3 separate regions of the Mus musculus genome follow, and regions 2 and 3 are each linked to region 1. Evidence: chromatin contacts called from public promoter capture Hi-C data. All regions are on one chromosome and are shown on one strand. The core of a region is the stretch at or near the end of the contact, and the rest is flanking DNA. Distances in the headings are between cores, read along the strand shown. Region 1 holds the start of Sav1 (salvador family WW domain containing 1). Region 2 has its middle 11 kb from the start of Gm38467. Region 3 holds the start of Cdkl1 (cyclin-dependent kinase-like 1 (CDC2-related kinase)).

Region 1 (4,374 bases), core at 1,089-3,588:
CAAATATAATCACCATTGCATTAAGTCAGTACACTCGTCTAAAGTTATTTATGTCTACTATCCTGAGATCAAAATATCAAACAAAAGGGCATAAGAAAACAGATTTTAAATTTTAAGACAATACTAGAACTTTAAATGAAGATTATTTTCCCAAGCAAATACATTTATAATCTGCATTAATATGCAGGTGTAAACTCAGCTACAAACGAATGGATGCTGCATATTGCCATACATGATACAATGTCACTAAGCTGAAAGTAACCTAACAAACCAATTCCTTTACCAGCATCATGTATGACTACAGTTTGGTGTTTTCACTTGATTTAAGTATCACCAAGAATCTTTCTTCACAAACACATCTCATTAAAATAAAATTTAAAGAAAAAACCGCAAAGTCAGATTTCCTGTAAAAGACTTTTTTATTGGTAATTTTTTTTTTTTTGTCTTTCTATCAGGAATTACCCGGTTCTAAGCACAATTATCAAAACTAGAAAGCAAGACCTTTCAGTGTGGAAACTGAAAAATAAAGTCATCTACTTCCAAAGATGCACACAAACCCTGGATCTACTGAAAAAGCCTGGAAAGAATTATGGCTCCTTTAAAAGCAGATAACCCAAACCAAGGTCATGGCTGCTGATTTGAATGTGCAAACAGCTTTCATGTTCTTAGAAAGCAACTACCTTTAAAATATGAAACCTGGATATAGAACACATTTTCTGAATTCATTAAATCAATGTCACTAAGGGTGTCAGAAGCTAACACTACAGTAACTTAATATTGGAATAATTAACTGTCGATGACACAAATTCTGTATGGAGTCACTCACTAAAAGACTCAACAAGTGGCATGACTTCAAATGATGCTTAATAAACTTTATTTGCAGCAAAAAGCAAGCTATCACCTAAAAAAAACAGAAAAACAAGCTCTTAAAAATGGTTTCAGTTACTGACACATCCACCCCACCAACTGTGTTGTCTAGCACTCCAACTACTAACAGAACCTGTAAGGCTGGACACATGGTCACAATGGAAAAATATGCTCTCCACCCCTTTCTGCGGGATCTTGGGCAAATACTAGGAACCCCTGTGAGCAGCTTTCCCAATTACAATATGAGGTAATGCTTAATTTAAGTCACACGGTTACTTCCAGTTTCCAAGAAGGAAACTTACACAAGGGGTCCAGCTCCTAGAATGAGAACCAAAGGATTAGCTCTCTGACTACCCAAGAATTTTAAAAAAGGAGAATCAAGGCGTTCAAGTTAAAAACTCAAATATTTTAAACGGAGAAGAAAAGCTACGTACGGGAGGGGACGGAACATATGTCGGAAAGAGGAATAAAGTTAGGAACTTGCCTGGTATGGCTGAAATTATTCTGAATACTTTGCTTTTTTTAATTTTAGGAGCAAAGCCTAATCCAAATACGTTAATGGCTTGTCTACTCTGGGAAATGAAAAGACTCTGGGTAGTGGCTACAAGTATCAGGTTCTTTGCCTCACAAGTCTGTGTCCCGCTGAAGGACTAAGGAATCCAGTCTCTCTCTCGTGTGTGTGTGTGTGTGTGTGTGTGTGTGTGTGTGTGTGTGTGTGTGTGTGTGTGTGTGTGTGTGTGTGTGTTACTTAGGGCGCTGGTAGTGGCTACAAGTATCAAGTCTCTCGTGTGTGTGTGTGTGTGTGTGTGTGTGTGTGTGTGTGTGTGTGTGTGTTACTTAGGACGCTGGTAGTGGCTACAAGTATCAAGTATCAGGTTCTTTGCCTCACAAGTTTGTGTCCCGCTGCAGGACTAAGGAAGGAATCCACTCTCGCGTGTGTGTGTGCGTGTGCGAGTGCGTGAGCCGACGAGTGGCGCTGCGATGGTCGCAAACGCGGGGCCCGGACGTACCCAGCAGAGAGGTGCCCGGGTCGAAGCACTTTTTCCCCAACACCACGGACAGCCATGCATTTCCCAGAGTCGGTCTTCCAGCACCACCCGAGGCTGCGCCGGGTCCCCACCCGCCACCGCCCACGACACTCACTCCGCAGCAGGGGCGACGTCTCCTTCTTCACGTACTTGCCCTGCACCTCGGCCGGCTTAGACACCTCGTTTTTGGTTTTCTTGCGGGACAGCATCCTCGCGGACGACTCCCGCCGCCGCCCCAGCAGCCTCGCTAGGGCCGCGAGCCTGCCGCCCGCCGCCGCCTCCCGGGCCGCCGCCGCCGCCTTCGCCTCGGGTCTCCGCCGCCCGCGCCCGCCCGCAGGCTCCGCCGCATGTTGGCCGCGCTAAGCGCGCCCGCCGCCGCTCAGTCGCAGGGCAGCTCCTCCCGGGAAGTCAGCCGGCTCAACGACGCCGCCCGAGGCCGCCTTGGGACAGGGCCGCGGCCGCCCACCAGGGCCATGGTCCGCCGCCCGGAGCCGCTACCGCTGCGGCCACCGCCTACGTCCGGTAAACTTTCCCCGCGCCGCTGGGAATGCTGGGAAAGCCGACGCGCACGGGCCGCCCCTCCCCCGCCGGGCGCGGACGCGGCTGCGTGCGGCGACTCGCGACGGGCGGGCGGCTAACGGGCCGGGTGTGGCGACCATCGCGGCCCTCAGTGCGGCTGCGCGGGCCGGCTCCCGCCGCTGGGGAGCTGGAGTCCGGGCGGTCCGGAGCCCGCTGGGCGGCGAGCGGCTCTCGCCTTGGACTTGCCTACCGCCCTGCTTCCCGCAACCGCAGCCGCGTGTCCTGGTTGCTGAGGGAAGGCAGCCCTCGGGTGTGCTGGGACCGCGAGGGCTACACCTAGTAACACAGATGACTCTTCTGGTGACAGCGTGACTACTGTAAAAACTGAGTCTCCGTTTCTTCTGTCCTCTTATTATCTCCCCCAACCCTTGGTAGCCCACCCCCTTTTGTGCCCCCCATCCCCATCCGCGCTTTCGGATTAAAAAAGAAGATGGAGTTTCTACAGCTCCTAAGATAAATTTGACGTTAGTGTATTTATTTCATCATTTTAATATGTATTCTTAATAACCACATGCCTTCTCTTGCAGTTAAGTCTTAGAATTTTGAAGCCTTTGAGCACCAGAGTTCAGAACTGGGAGTTTTCTATCTAATATATCAGATTCTACTTTGTTCTCTTTAACTCGCTCAGGTACACAGAATAACTTGGAGAATAAGATTGGGACTCACTCCTCTTGATCAAAGTAAGGCTTTCATAATGAAGAGAATGTGCTTAAAACACAGAAGCAAAACACCAACCTCAGAACAAGACACCAAACTGCTCTTTTTTTTAGCCATGCACAAAGACATTTAATCAGTTGTCTGTCTCCTGTGTTTTTATGAAATGTTTCCTTGTTAAAGGTCCCTATAATCCTATAACAAATATTTTATTGAGCACCCAGCATCCAAGGTGCTGTTTTAGGTGTCTGGGATATAACAACAAAGGTCCTGCGGTTATGGGGAAGAGAGATCACAAAAAATAAAACTAGTAAGCCATAGTATGTAACAGAGTGAGCGCTGAAGGAAGCATAAACAAGAGAGATCCCACAGCTTGGAAAGGGGGTCGGATAATGAAGCCAGTGAGAAGGCAATGCTGGAATTAGCTTGCTATGGTGCTATCTGGAGTGAGGCCTCAGAAGAGCAAATGCAAGTCACTGCAAGTGGTCGTGTTTCTGGCTCATTGTAGGAATAGGAAGAGGGTCACGTAGCTGGAACTGGAACAGAGAAGAGTAGAGGGAAATGAAGTTCCTTGGTAACTGGCCACCCACCTAGGCCTTTGGAGTAGAGGAGAGACGTATTTAATGCGATCACTTTGGATGCTGTGTGAGAGTAGACTGAATGGGGGAGTGGGGTTTCAAAATAAGGGAGGTGATAAAAAAATATTGCTAGCATGCATATGGATAAAGGCAGCAGGACAAGCGCTAAGTGATTGTAGGCATTTTAGAGTTGCAGCAGGGTTTGCTGACAGATTGATTATGGCATAAGAGTAAAAAAAAAAAAAGCTAGAGAAAGGACCCAAGGAGCTGAAGGGGTTTGCAGCCCATAGCAACAATATGAACTAACCAGTACTCTCAGAGCTCCCAGGGACTAAATCACCAACCAAAGATTACTCATGGTGGGACTCATAGCTCCAGCTGCATATGTAGCAGAGGATGGCCTAGTCGGTCATCAATGGGAGGAGAGGCCCTTGGTCCTGTGAAGTTTCTATGCCCCAGTGTAGGGGAATGCCAGGACCAGGAAGCGGGTGTGGGTGGGTTGGTGAGCAGGGGGAGAGAGGAGGGGAGAGGGAGTTTTTGGAAGGCAAACCGGGAAAGGGGATAACATTTGAAATGTAAATATCTAATAAAAAGAAAAAGAGAACAAAGGGTTGCTCCTTGTGTAAACCTTCATTACCCAAACGCAGTTCATAGAGCACGTTGTCTGA
Region 2 (4,374 bases), core at 1,370-3,869, 260 kb after region 1:
CCATCCATAATAAGGTCTGATGCCCTCTTCTGGTGTGTCTGAAGACAGCTACAGTGTACTTACATATAACAATAAATAAATCTTTGAAAAGAAAAAAGAAAAAGAAAACACAGTTTAGAAACAGAATGTATGGCAGCTTGTATAGAATACCGCATCCTTTCAGAGTCTGTTAAGTGGTGGTGACAAATGCCTTTAATCCCAGCATTCTGGAGGCAGAGGCAGTTGGACCTCAGAGTTTGAGGCCAGCCTGGTCCACAGAGCGAGTTCCAGGATGACTGGGGCTACACAGAAAAACCCTGTCTTAGACAAAAAGCTGAAGGGGGAAAAAAACAAAATCAAAAACAAAAACAAAACAGTTTGTTAAGAGCTGGTGTGAGAATACATTAGCAAATTCTAAATCTGTGGTTAATTAAAGAATTAAAGAAGAAAATAGAAGACTATGATTTATGGCAGTGATATCAAAAGAGGCTTAAAATGTAAATCAGAGAGAAAAATTGGAGCAAACTTTTAGAAAATCAAGATGTCTATCAAATAAAATATTTGACAGAAGTTTAAGCCTCCTTGAGAAAGAGTATATACATATTATATATACATATTATATATACATAATATATATACATATTAGATCCTCTCCTGTTTGTTACAGTTTTGTTTTACTTTGTTTTGGAGACACCTGCCTCTGTCTCTACAGGGCTGGAACTAAAGATGTGTACTACCACCACCTGGCTAAAGTTTTTAATATTTTATATTTGACATCTTAATATCTTGAATGTTATATGATGAAGAATATGGTTTTGCTTTCTTATTAACCAAATGCTAACTTTAAAAAGACCATTTGTTTACTTAGAAAGAGTATGGTTTAGAGTGAGCATACCATGCTGCCAGTATTGATGTCAGAGAACAAGTTGTGAGAGTTGGAGCTCTCCCTCCAATGTGTGGGTCCCAGGACTCAAACTCAGGTCTTCAGGCTTGATGGCAAGACCCTTCCTTCCCTGCTGAGCCATCTCTCCCATCCTAGTTGACCAATTTCGGAACATTCTTTCACCTTTTGAAATAATCTCTATTTCCTCCTTTCGTGATTCTCTGTTGAAACTACATGAAAATTTCAAAAAACTTTAAACAAGAAATGCTGTAGTTGTTCTTGGGAATTATTATTCTCTTCTGATTACTGCTGTGAAAACTCTATCAGGTACATATTTTGTCAGAATGTGACGGTAAGAATAGCTACTGATGCTCAGTTGAGATCTTGCTGACCCTTGTAAGCTTTGAAGCATCTGTTGCAAAGCCACTAGTGAACATCTCTTCAGCAACAGATAAGGTGTGAAAGCAACAATTCCAACCAAGTCTATGCCCGTGAGGTGTTGAGTCAGTGAGTTTATCGGGGTTACTGTCAGTAGCATGAATGACTCAAAGGCGTCACTGAAAAGCCCAGAATGAGTGGCGACTCAGGAAAGCTGCATCCCGAGAGCTCCTGGCAGAGCCGTCAGAAGCTTGGCGAGGGAGAGAGTCTCAGTTCCCCAGCAAATGTTTACTGCATGTATACTCAAGTATAGTCTCAGAACCTTGGGATCAGCTTTGGGAACCTTTTGTCTCACCATTCTTGGACTTGGAAGTTTTGTTGACTTCTTGAGTCTCAGGAACACCCTCTTCTTTCCAGGAGGTTATTGCAGTTTGCTACAAAACATCCTGGCACTCTTTTGAGTTTTGTCACTAGCATTATTTGATTAAGCCCTCAGAACAATTACATGATCACCTCCACTTTAGGGATATGGACGCTGTGGGTGAGTGTCGGCAGCTGCCTGGGCATATGTAGCTCTCATGGTATGAACCAGAGCTGAAGCAGTCACTGCTGGCTGCTGCATCACCGCCACTAGACTGACCCCTCTCGAGTCCTCTGAGGGCGCAGAGGGTAGAGGCTACTCAAGAGTTCACTTACATTTGGCATGTCTTTCCTCTTACCTCTCAAAGCCTTGCCTTATGCTTCTCCTTCCCGTGTGCCCCTTTGCTCTGCAGACATGTCTGTCTCCTGCTTGTTATTCACAGCAGTGTCACCTGTGCTTTTAGTCACGTATGACCAACCACAGTCTGAAACTATCAGACAGAAGCTTCCAGAAACAAACAATTCATAAGCTGAAAATTGTCTGGCCTGGGCATGGTTCTGTATGCCGGTAAACCCAACACTCTAGAAGCAGAAGCAGATGCAGAAGGCTCTCTGCAAGGTCAAGGTCAACCTAGTCTACAGAGTGAGTTCCAGGCCAGCTAGAGAAATATAGTAAAACTCTGTCTTAAAAACCAAAGAGACTGAGATATATGTCCTCCTAATAGTGTGCTCACATCACAGACCCTCCTGACCCTCCTCCCCATGAGTCCTCCCTTTGCCCAGGTTATCCCATGCTGTACTGCCCCTGCTCATTTGTCCCTTAGTCACCTACTAGCTGCCTTAGATGGTCAGACACACTGTCTCAATGCAGTCCTTCTGTTAAAGTAGGTTTAATTTTACTCAACGTTGGCCCCCAAATGCAAGAATAATGATTTGAGAAATGCTAGAGAGATGCCATATGGCTTTCTTTAGTTAAACACACAAATGTTCTCCAGTGCATGCTGGGGTTGCTAAGAGTGAGCTAAACACATTTCTCCTTTTTGTCAAGCCGTCTGCCGCAGCCCTGGGTTTAAATGATGCTGGAATGGAACCCAGAGCTTTGTGCTTGTGAGACGGGCCCACTTACTGACTGAATGATATCCCTAGGCCCCAACGACTTTCCCCCAGCGTGTACATCCTCATAGCTTTTCGGACATTGGCATGCTTGAACAATTTTGTCATTATCCAATTCCATGAAATCTAATTCTATAAAAGGAATTTGATAGAACTTTGGTCCCCTCGCCTTCACCTCCCCCCACCCAGAGAAGCAGCCCACATGTATTTTCAGTGTTCCTTAGCACAGCAGGGTGGAGAGGTCACACGTCAAAAGGCCTGGAGTGATGGTTTCCCAGGTGCTCATATTGTTCATCCATATTCAGAAACCATGTGATTCCATGGTTATGCCCAGAAGCTCAGACACACAAAAGTTCTAGGTAGTGCCTGTTAAGGAGGATCCATTGCAAGATCTGTGAATAAGTCCCAGGCATGACAGGAACAGCTGAGATGCATACTCGAGAAATATTTTCAGTTGTCTCTAGTGTCCATAAAGTTTGTAAGATGATGTGATCTGAAAATGTATTGTTCTTTATATTCTAATCAGAGATCTGGATACAATAGTGAGCCCCCTTCCACATCTGTGAATTGAGTATGTGGGTGAAAGATAAACATACACACTGGAGGCAGAAGAAAGGACACCATTTCTGGAAAATAGGGTGATTTCTAGCAAGTCACTTCGACGTCACAGAAAACCCATTAGCCCTAGCACCGGAGGAGAATAAAGAGTTGCTAATGGCTTTCACCAAGCAGTGAGGAGAAGAAAACCCAGCAAGGATGGAGGGGACGAATAAAAGAAGCAGAAAAAGGTCTCCCACTAGCGAGCAAGGAAAAGGTCAGGCAGAAACTAAATGGACAGAGGGCCACAGCTGCTGGCTGGGTGCCTCCTGCTACTCTGTGAAACTGTAGCTCAGACCAGTGACTTTCATAATCTTTCCCCATCCTCCCTGCCCTCAGAGTGTGTGTGTTCACATGTGAATATGTGCATGTGTGTGCAAGTGCATGTATACCTGTGTACATATCTGTGTGGAGACCAGAGAACAAATTCAGGAATCATTTTGCAAGGTGCCATCCACCTGTATTTTTTTTTTTTTTTTGAGATGGGGTCTTTGATTCTCTTAGAACTTCAAAGCAGGCTAAGCCAATAACCAACAGGGCCTTGGGGACCCTCCACCTCCCCTATGTGGGGGTTACAGATGAGCCTCTGTGCCTGCCTATCTTTAGTTGGGTTCTGGGGAGAGGACTCAGATGGAGCAGGCACTTTAGTGACTGAGAAATCACGGCAGCCCCTGCTTTTCTTTCTATAAGGAGCAAGGATGATGATTCACTGAACAGGGCTAATAATGACGAAAGGTGATCAGCGGTGTCATGGTCACATGGAAATAACTGTGTTGTTCAGCCGCTTAAAAAGAGTCGCTGGAGCCAGGGACACTGTTTTACTAGGCAGCACAAGTTTGTGGCCATTTGAGAAGCAGGCTCATTAAAGTTAAATCTCAGTGTTTAGAAGCACCTGCCGAAGTCTTCCATATGAACACACTTCATATCAAGGCAGGCTAGGGCATGTGTAAAACCCAGAGCAGATCCATGCTTACATAGAAATGGACAGAGAATGGGCGCCTTCAACATCTCTGGGGACTTTATGCTTTGCACTTTGCCCCGAGGAGTGAGGTGCTCTGCGCCCC
Region 3 (4,374 bases), core at 831-3,330, 200 kb before region 1:
CCTGGAAACACAGTGATAATAAAATGTGCTGAGATACACGTACCTGTGCTGGGAGGTCGGAGAGGACATTCTCTGAGCCAAAGAGAACAGCCACCGTGCTCCTGGGAACACTAATTTTGGTGGATGGAACACATAAGTGTTACTGTGTACCATGGAGGTCAGAGGACAACTTGGGGGAATCGATTCTCTCCTATCATGTAGGACCAAGGGATCAAATTGAGGCTATCAGTTTGGTGGTGAGCACATTTATGCACTGAGCCATCTTTCTAGCCTATTATTATTATTATTATTATTACTATTATTATTGAGTAAATCAACCCATTGAAGACTGGGAATGTGCCTCGGTGAGAGAAGGTTTTGTTAATTTGATAAAGTCTCTGGGTTCAATCCTTAACACCACAAAGTAGTAATAATATTGACAATGATGATGCTAAATAAAGAGTAAGGCAGCTATCAGCTTCTACTGAGAAAGTGGACATGGTCAGTGGCTCACGAGAGCAGAGTGCAACACTGGCTGTGTGGAGGAGAGTAGGCAGAGGACCCCAGCTGGGAACCGGCACAAACATTTGAGTTCACCCCTTCTGAGAGCATCATCCACTCATACACTTGGCCAGGGTCTGGACAGAACACCGAGGCCACACTTTCTGAAGCACAGTTGATTCCCCATGGGAGCCATCCATGGCCTGCCTCATCCTGCAGTAGCAGCTGCATTGCCTCTGAGAAATTCAGAGAAGCCTCTTTCCAGAATAAGAGGGAACACACTTTTGTCTTGTAATGAACACCTTTGTCCAAGGACCTAAGCTTAGATTCCAACACTCACAATAAATGCTGCCCGAGGGCAGCTGTCCACCTGCAATCCCAGTACTAGATCCTGGAGAGCACTGGCTAGCAATCCTAGTGAGACACTGTATCCATATACAAGGGGGAAAATGGTTGAAGAAGATGGCTAGTGTTAACCTTTGGCTTCCAAATGCCACACACACACACACACACACACACACACACACACACACATTTATGCGCGCACACATGAACACACATATACAGATGCATATATAGCCCAAGAAAACAGGACAATGGGTTAAAAATACAAAATGAAAACAAGCTGGAAGCTCAAAACTCAAAAACTCTAGCAAAGTCGAGTTGTTTTAAATTCTGCTTCTTAGAGACCCGTGAAAAGACTGTCTGCAGTTGACGCCAAGAGAGCCCCACACCTCTCCTGTCCACCTTCTTACTCTTACATAATCCGTTCTCTGCGCACAGACTCTGATTTGTGCCATTGAAGACAAAGGCTGTGTGGGAAGAGGGCAGAGCCTCAGCCCAGAGCATCTATCTAGCACAGAAAAAGCAAATTAGCTACCTTGAGCATGCGGATTTCTCGAAGGGCGATTTTCTTTATGACAGGGTCATCTTCGGTTTCCAGAAACCTCTTGATGGCCACGATCTGACCCGTGTCCCTGTTTCTGCACTTGAACACTACCCCATAGGAGCCTTCTCCAATCTTTCCAATTTTTTCATATTTTTCCATTACAGAGGAGGAGCAAGTCTTCTTGAGAACGGATTTTCATATAGTTTTTAAAGGTCGTTTATGAACTGACCTCTCTCGAGCCTCATCAAGTAAGGGCTGTCGTCCGCGATCTAGAGAAAACAAGGCGCGAGTTAAAGAATAAGGATCAGCCAGGTGTGGACTCCACCCCCACCCAGCAATGACATCGCGGTCAAGGCTGGGAGTCTACAGGTGGCTGCCATGGGTGACCTAATTTCAGTTGTCTGTTTCATTCCCTCGAGCTAAAGATGTAGCCAGCATCCAAAAACGAGCCGAGCTGTAAGATAATCTATCTTTTTAACGTTATGGTTCATACGATCTAAGACACTTGAGCTGGCTGGAGCACCAGGAAGGCGAAGGGCTTCCCCGGTTCTAGTTTCGGGTCTCAATTCCCTCCGGAAGAGGACACCGGCTGGGCAACCGGGCCCGTGGGGACTGCGGGAACTGCAGGGACTGTGGGGACCTCCCACCCTGACTCCTGAGGCGCCTCTCGGCCCAGCTCTAGCACAGCAGCCTGCAGCTCGGCTGGGTGACTGCTGCGATCCCCATGGGAACCGCGCCGGTTGGGCGGGGCCGCCCTCCGCCCTGCTGTACCCGCAGCCACTTGGCCGGGTCCCTGACCCCGCGCTGCAGGTCCAGAGGGTTTAAATCGTGGAAATCACAGCATGGAGAGTTTGCAGGGAGAACGCCTGCTCCCAGGCTGTCCTAGCAGCCTGCTCGGGCTAGGGTGACCAGGTCCATACCTTATTACGTCCACTCCTTGGTGTCCGTTCCTCGCCTGTGAACCCCGGAGGACAGCAATTGCTCGGTGCTGCAGCTTCGAAAAATGAATGAGAGAGAGTGAGGCAATAGAGGGAGGCAGGATGGCCTTCCCTCCCATGTAGTGGGGTCTTGGCGGTGCAGAGCCTGCTTTGATTGCCTTGACTCTTTCCCCAATCACCTTCTTATTGAACCTGTTTCAGTACAGTGACAGTGGCAGTTGATGGATGCAGGAAATCTTGAAATAAGGATCGCACAGACAGCCTCTACATTTTGTCAGCCCTTCCATCCCCTATGCTAGGCGCCGAGGTGCTTGTGTGCTGGCGGCAGGGCTACAGCAGAGAAAACGCACGATGTGAAACCTGGCCAACCCGGGGCAAGGAACGTGCGATGCAAATGTACACAGAGCTCAAGAGGAAGCTGGGTCTGGGCATACCGAGCGTGACGGCTGCCTGGCAAAGGGTAGAGGTATAATGAGTTACTAGAATAGACTCGTGGTGGTCTGGGACCCTCCCCAGAAATCATGTGCAAATGTGAATGCCTACTCTTTTTGACTTTTGTCTTCTCGATAGCTTTGCCTTGCCCAGAATATCGCGTACATGGAAACATACAGTGCACAGCTTTTATTGAGTCAGATTCTCACTTCACAGAATACATCTGAGAGCCACACACATCTTGCATTTAGCAGCAGTGTCTTCCTGTTTATTGCCGGGTAGCGTTCTGTTGTATGAACGTACTGACTGGTATTTATTTGTTTATTCAATCCTGGTTGAAGGATATTTGGATTGTTTCCAGTGTGGGGTGATTATACATGAAGCCGCTATAGACGCCGTGCATGGTGCTTTCTGTGAAGCCAGGTCTTCATTTTTCTTGGGGAAATCCTTAGCGGGAGACCTCTGCACATTGAGCTTATCTTTTCCATTTTACCTTCCCACCTGCAATGTCCCCAGTGCCCGGCATCCTTGCGGTCCTTTTGGCTTTAACTATTTTTTAAAAATATTTATTTATCTATTATTACATGTAAGTACACTGTAGCTGTCTTCAGACACTCCAGAAGAGGGCGTCAGGTCTCATTACGGATGGTTGTGAGCTACCATGTGGTTGCTGGGATTTGAACTCAGGACCTATGGAAGAGCAGTCAGCTCTCTTAACTGCTGAGCCATCTCACCAGCGGATTTAGCTATTAAAATAGATGGTTAATGGCTTCTAATGGTTTTAATATGAATTTGACTTTTAACCTTCCCTATAGATGTGTTCTCGCTTCAGGATTCTAAGAGACTTATGGAAATTTTTTGGCGCCAACACCTCTCTCTTCCCCAGTGGGCTGCAGTTCTCACTTGGGACATGGCAAAAGGCAGAAGGACAAACAAACAAACAAACAAAACCCCTCTAGTTGATTGAATTAAGTACAAGATGGCGATCTTATTACTAATTTCCATACTTGGGTGGAGCTCAGGACCCTGTGCTCGCCAGGTAGGTGCCCCCAGTGGGAGACAGGATTGCTGTTATTGTTCCTGTCTCTGACAATGTTCTCCTTCACCTTTTAAGAGAGTTGTTTATAGGGACCACCAAGTAGGGACATTTTGATTTTTCTTTATCACTTTCTCTTTTCACTGGGTAGGTTCTTCTGTGTGATGGCAAGACCACACTGCTCTGAGTTGTTATTGAAAGCAGTCTTATGCTAGTAAGCACATTGGTGGTTAATTGTTTATTCACTTATTCACTTACGCTTGCTGTAGGCAGCCTCTAAGAGGACGCTTAATGACCTGCCTCCTGACAGCTATGCCCTTGTGGGCCTTCTTGAGCTTTGCTCACTCTGTCCTTTTTTTCACGAGAAGCTTTTAACTGTCTTCAGGTTATATAGGTATATAAAGTAAGCTTACAAGTCAAACGTTTTCTAAAATTAAATCATGAAAAAATTATTTTTAAAATAATTCTTGGAGAGCCAGGACTAGTGACATATTCGTGTAAATCTAACACTTGGGAGCTAAAGGTAGGAGGACCAGGAAGGTTAAAGTCTATTCCCAGGCCTCACAGGCAGTTCAAGCCAGCCTAGATCCTGTCTCAAA

Evidence for each region. Promoter capture Hi-C pulls out the DNA fragments that hold promoters and counts their contacts. Capture Hi-C pulls out chosen DNA fragments and counts their contacts.
Region 2: a promoter capture Hi-C map of hippocampal neurons shows a contact between it and region 1, with 2.3 times the contacts expected there. The contact joins the enhancer-like site here to the promoter of Sav1 in region 1. A contact is called at or near these places in 9 of 39 promoter capture datasets (the C10 cell line, cranial neural crest, embryonic stem cells and 4 more), 6 of 484 Hi-C or Micro-C datasets (the G1E-ER4 cell line, adipose-derived mesenchymal stem cells, embryonic stem cells and 1 more), 4 of 115 datasets of contacts at active chromatin or transcription factors (embryonic stem cells, epiblast stem cells, extraembryonic endoderm stem cells and 1 more) and 1 of 9 other capture datasets (liver).
Region 3: a contact with region 1 is called in a promoter capture Hi-C map of adipose tissue. The contact joins the promoter of Cdkl1 here to the promoter of Sav1 in region 1. A contact is called at or near these places in 3 of 39 promoter capture datasets (cranial neural crest, liver and maxillary cranial neural crest), 1 of 484 Hi-C or Micro-C datasets (embryonic stem cells), 2 of 115 datasets of contacts at active chromatin or transcription factors (effector CD8 T cells and pancreatic cancer cells) and 2 of 9 other capture datasets (adipose tissue and liver).

What each region holds. Positions count from the first base shown.
Region 1 is chr12:69,984,664-69,989,037 of GRCm38.p6, forward strand. Sav1 (salvador family WW domain containing 1) reads right to left here and starts at 2,339. Exons shown (of 5, transcript NM_022028.2): 1 at 2,011-2,339. The coding sequence starts at 2,104.
Region 2 is chr12:70,240,117-70,244,490 of GRCm38.p6, forward strand. No RefSeq gene overlaps it. Among named protein-coding and RNA genes, the nearest start is that of Gm38467, 11 kb to the left of the region's middle. Within about 2 kb of position 2,620, at least 6 of the 459 cell types and tissues checked have an H3K27ac peak or open chromatin away from gene starts, as enhancers often do. A contact at or near this core is called in hippocampal neurons, where this site is marked.
Region 3 is chr12:69,788,627-69,793,000 of GRCm38.p6, forward strand. Cdkl1 (cyclin-dependent kinase-like 1 (CDC2-related kinase)) reads right to left here and starts at 2,081. Exons shown (of 10, transcript NM_183294.2): 1 at 2,017-2,081; 2 at 1,361-1,638. The coding sequence starts at 1,528. It overlaps 4930512B01Rik (RIKEN cDNA 4930512B01 gene), which reads left to right and starts at 1,718. Exons shown (of 8, transcript NR_033573.1): 1 at 1,718-1,825.